2 separate regions of the Hordeum vulgare genome follow, and region 2 is linked to region 1. The links are chromatin contacts, called in public Hi-C maps. All regions are on one chromosome and are shown on one strand. Each heading gives the region's core, a stretch centred on a gene start, on an enhancer-like site or on the middle of the called end of the contact. The rest is flanking DNA. Distances are from core to core; before and after follow the strand shown. Region 1 holds the start of LOC123401310 (two-component response regulator-like PRR1). Region 2 holds the start of LOC123402752 (E3 ubiquitin-protein ligase WAV3-like).

Evidence for each region. Hi-C and Micro-C count contacts between places; a contact is called where the count stands out from the background.
Region 2: a Hi-C map of leaf shows a contact between it and region 1, with 3 times the contacts expected there. The contact joins the promoter of LOC123402752 here to the promoter of LOC123401310 in region 1. A contact is called at or near these places in 2 of 6 Hi-C or Micro-C datasets (leaf and seedling).

What each region holds. Positions count from the first base shown.
Region 1 is chr6H:368,099,527-368,102,127 of MorexV3_pseudomolecules_assembly, reverse strand. It overlaps LOC123401310 (two-component response regulator-like PRR1), which reads right to left and starts at 1,300. Exons shown (of 6, transcript XM_045095084.1): 1 at 738-1,300; 2 at 414-575; 3 at 194-327; 4 at 1-65. The coding sequence starts at 906.
Region 2 is chr6H:368,562,565-368,565,165 of MorexV3_pseudomolecules_assembly, reverse strand. It overlaps LOC123402752 (E3 ubiquitin-protein ligase WAV3-like), which reads left to right and starts at 1,325. Exons shown (of 2, transcript XM_045096705.1): 1 at 1,325-1,916. The coding sequence starts at 1,674.

The sequences.
Region 1 (2,601 bases), core at 51-2,550:
TCACTAGGTTCGGATAGCACCAACTCAAGATTGTCAATGAAGAAGTTTTTCTCGGCCAAACCAAGCTGCCAACAGCAATATTCAGTTCAAGAACAATTCATAAACAGTAGAGCAACGACCACATGCATACCAGCTTAGAGCATTCTTTTATTTAACACTACCAGCGAAGGTGAAAAAACAAATTGCCATTTACCATCCGTCTCCTTCGCCACACATGGGTCCACAGATTCAAGAGCTCATTCATGCGAAGCGGCTTGACCAGGTACTCGGCTGCCCCGAGCCGCAAGCACTTGACAACAACAGAAACCTCGTCTCTATTGGACATCACTGCGTAATTGCATCCGTACGAATATCATCAATACAAGCATGGCACAGGAATTGGACAGAATTATGGGAACTGGAAGACAGCTTACTGATGATGGGGATGTGACGCAGCTCCTTGTTCCTGCCAATGTACTTGAGCATCTTGAAGCACTTGGAGACTGGCAGGTCGACCTCGGCGAGGATGATGTCTATCTCAGCGCCCTCGCAGTTGAGCACGTTGATCACCTGCCGTGGAGACTTGGCGCAGGTCACTGAAAAAGAAGGTAGCAATACCACCACCACCGAGCACCAGATACGTCAATAGAAGAGATTCAGAGAACATGGTGATACTAGTTGCATCGGTAATAATAATACTCGTCATGATTAACAAGCAAGCATGAAACACATGGTTAACAAGCCTCAGGTGAACTGACCTTGGTAGGAGCAGTTACAGAGGAGGCGAAGCACATCCTGTGAGCTGTCGGGGTCGCTGTCACAGAGGAGGATCCTCACCTTGCTCCGGTCAACGAACGGCTGCCCTGCCCCTGCCCCCACCCCGGCGCCGCTGCCGCCAGCGCGGCCCCCCTCGCCGGCGCCCACCATACCCAAGCCCAGCAAGTCACCTGTGCGCGCGCAATCACCAGAGACTCCCCACGGGCGCGTCCGAATCAGCAGAGCCCGCAGCCGGAGAAGTAGACGCAGGAGGACGAGGCGGCGGCTGTTGGATCTGCGGACGCCTCCTCCTCCATGTATGCGGCCACTGGCACCCCCCCAATCAACCCGGCTCCCGGCGAGCTCCCGCGGCCGGAGGAGGACGATGGGTTGCGGCCGGTCGGCAGTGAACCTGTGCTAGGAACGGCGGCCGCGCCCGGCGGCGGCTGCCTCCGCCCGTCGCAGTCCGGCCCGCTCCATTGTCTGGTGGTATGGTAAACTATTCGGGGGCGGTGGCTGGTCTGCGACGGTGGGACGTCCACTCCTTGAGATATTTCCGTCGCCTTTTTTCCTCGCTTTCCACTATGGGTGGGGCCCGCCCGGCTCCGCAGGGGGGAAGGCCAACCTAACCTAGCCGCTCGGCTGGTCACGGCTCGGGGCTGAGCCGGGAGCCGTGCAGCGCGCGCGATCTCGGCCGCCCGCGGTGGGCCGCGTGTCGCGTCGTGGAGACACGAGCGGCCGCCCTGAGAGCGACGGCGGCTGTGGCTCGAGCCTCCGGTGAGAGCGAGCCGCTTGGTCCTCCTAGTGGAGTGCGTGGACTAACCAACCGATAAATATCTTAATCGGATGGATTAGGGGCCGTATGCGTGCTGAGCCAGCGAAAATGGGAGCTGAAAATGTGACCCGCCGTCGCGCACATCTCCTCCCGGAGCGCCCATACCTGCTCGCCCCGACCACGTGAGGCGGCCTCCCGTCCCTCCGTTTCGGATCATACGGCCTCGTAGTCGTAGTGGTCGCGTGCCGACATGCTTCGCCTGCCTCGGGCTCGTAGGATACATGCTGGAGTACTACGAACGTTATGGGCACGCACGCGCTGCATCCGCATGGTCCGTATCGTATGCCCACGATGCGTCGCTGTGGCCCAGAGGTGGCCCGCTTCATCAAGCAAACCAACGGCCCGACACCATCCAAGACAAGGCCCTCGCGAGGGGCCAAGCCTCGTGAAGAGGAGCAACATCGATACCTGTAGGGGGCCTCCTCAGGACCCCTCCGGAGCGGTGGATATTCCGAGGCAAGGCTCGGCCTGAGGAGTCAAGGATGCCGCAGAGGAAGGACGGGCGAGTAATGACTCGGGGGTAGGGTCAATCGCGAGGCCAACGCGTCCTCGCGACCTCCGAGATACACCACATCGTGACACTCTCACGTAATAACGAGCCGAGGCTGTATACGCCCAGGGGCCCCCGGGACGCGGAGGGGTCCACCCCACGCCTAGTGACAGCCCTACGCTCTGCGCTGGGGAGAAGACGGATGCAATCAACACAGTCCACCAATGACTAAGCCAACAGTTGGCCAAGAGATCAACACAGTCCGTCAATGACCAGGCCAGCAGCACGCCAGGAAATCAACCCAGTCCACCTACGACTACGCCCACGCCAAGTGCGGGGGACACAGAACTGGAGGTACGGAGCCCCTCGTACGTCAAGGGGGACCCCTGAGCATCGCGACTCAGGGGCCTAACTGCGCCCGTAGCCCCTTCCCCCTTTTGGGCCGTCCTTGGTTTCCTGTCGGTCCAATCGCGGGGAGGTACGCGCAGGGCGGGCCCTGTCGACGTAGAGCCTAGTGCGCTCGACAAGCCACTTCAAATCT
Region 2 (2,601 bases), core at 76-2,575, 460 kb before region 1:
GCTAAAGTTCCAAGCACCCTTGACTAAAGAGAGGCTAAAACTAGTCTTGAGGCTAAAATCTTTTAGTCAGGGGTACCCCTACTAAAATGTGCATTAGTCCTCTCTCTCTTCATTTAACTCCTCATGCAAGTTCTGGATTGGAGGGTTTGGAGGATAATAAATACTCATTAACTGATTTTAGTCTCTTTAGTACTTGAATCCAAGCATCGGTGAGGCTAGCAAGTTTTAGTCTCATTACTTTTAGTCATGGGACTAAAACGTATCCAAGCACCCTCTTAGTCTCTGGAAACAAACGGGTAGGGACTAGGGACTTTTAAGTCTCCCCTAATAATAAAGCACGCATCGCTTCTGTCGTCCGTCGTCGGTCATTTTGCAGAAAAGCCCTCGCAGTTTCAGTTAATTAACCCACAGTCCAACTTTAAGTCAGAACGAACCGTTTTCTGTCGTTTTGCAAAAAAATCCTCACAGTTTTAGATAATCAACCCGCGGTCCATCTTTTAGTTAGAGCCGAACCGTTTTTTTGCATTTTATAGAAAACTCCCTGATGTTTCAGGTAATCAACCCGCCGTCCCTATTTAAGTCAGCCGAAACGTTTTTTTGTTTTAACAAAAAAACCCTGACTTTTTAGTTAATCAATCAATATTTTATCTAAAACAAAATTATCCATATCTTTTAAACCGTAACTCCGATTTTAACATGTTATATATGAAATTTGATTGAAAAAATGTATAGAATCTAAACAGAATGTTATTTTTAGCTGTTGAATACTTATTAAATATTATTTTTGGTGCAAACTTAATCTGTAGTGCACACTCTTTTTTTTCTCTCTTTACGACGACCATACGAATTGCAATAAATATCCATTAAATTAAAATCAAATTGAGAGGAAAGAAACATCGTTAACCACACATGCACACCTTTGGAAAATCTCATGGGGAGAAACAACATATTTCTCATCTTATTTCGAGTGATTGTACATTCAAACGCGTTTTCGTTGTGTGAGCACTAAGGTCATCGTCGACAACACAAATGTGACGCCATGCGAAAATATATTATGTTCAAAGCATGTGTTATTTTCTCTTCCGTTGCAACGCACGGAATTTTTGCCAGTTGAAACTAAAAAAAAAAGTTCCGGAACTTGTGAAATAAAGAGGGCCTTAATAGGTACGAGACAACTGGTCTGACGTGTGTGCATACACCATGAAGGTACTACTAGTAGTGAGATTTGACATTTCATCCATCCATGAAGGTACGTATCCCGCCCGCCCACAGCCACAAGCTTCACTGCGATTTATGGCGCCCACCAACCGGCGACCGAACCAGCCAAAGCCTTGGCAGCACCAATTTCTCGTTTCTCCCACCATAGTCAAAACGCCGCCCCCTCTCCACCATCCTCCTGTGCGCCGCTTGCCAGCCTGCCTGGCTGTCTCTCTGTCGCCCTGTCTCTCTCGCCGCAGAGGTCAAACCAAAAGCAGGCAGCACGCACACCACCGCTCCCCTCCCCTCGCTCTCCAATGGCGGCTCCCTCCCTCCTTCAAAACCACCGCCCCTTCCTCTCCTCCTAGTACCCCTACCAGTCAGAGGGAAGAAGAGGCGGGTGTCACGTATACTACGTAGTACACAAGCGTTTTGTGTGAGGTCCCAGGGGGCGAATCTGCCGGGTGTCGGCGCTCATGGAGGGGATGTGGAGGAAGGCCAAGAGGGCGATGGGCATTGGCCTCTGCGCGCACCTCCCCGCCGTCGCCGGCGACCGGGAGGACTGCGCCAGCGAGCGCCGCGCGTCCGACGCCTTCTCCCAGGACTCGGCGGCGCTGGCGGCGGCGGCGGCGCACGCGTCCGCGCCCAATACGCCGGCGCAGGCGGAGGCAGCCGGTGCGCTGCTCCGCAGGTCCAAGTCGGGAGCCAAGTCCTCCAAGGTGAGCCCTTTCTCCCACATCCCTCCTTCTGCCCGGCCATTGCGTTAAGATTTGTCCTTGGTTTGCGTGCGGGCTACTCGGACATACTACAGTACTACGCTAGATGTGAAATGCCGCGGTCACCACAGGCTTCCCCTACAAGTGGTTGAGTCCAGGTGTTGGTTGGAGCAATGTGGTTTCACCAGTGGAAGATTTAGGTCCAGATGTCGTTCTTCTTGCCGGCAATTTTTGGTTGGAGTGATGGCAGTTCCGTTTTGGTCTATCTTGATTTGCGTCTAGCAACAGTTTTGTATGCATCTGACTTTTTTAATTGGGAGCATCATGTTTTGTCTCAGAACTCCACCTGTACTAGTAATTAGATTTGCCATTTCATTTTGCTTTTATTGTTTTCTTTTTCTGTCCCCGGAGGAAGACGAGTCGGCAGATTCTCACAAAAAAGTTTCATTTGCATATTTGATGATTTTGTCAATCTATTTCTTTTTAACATTGCTCCAAGGGAATATCCCAATTTTGTTTGCACATGCCCATTGACAAAATAATGCTAGTCTGTTTGTGCCATATTCTACACCACCATAATTTTTCATATCCTGTCGCTCTCTTCTTCACTACATATAGGTAGATTTCTAACATAGTTGCAATTTTTTTGGTATCGACTTACGGTCAATTCCACTTGCTCTTTTTTCTG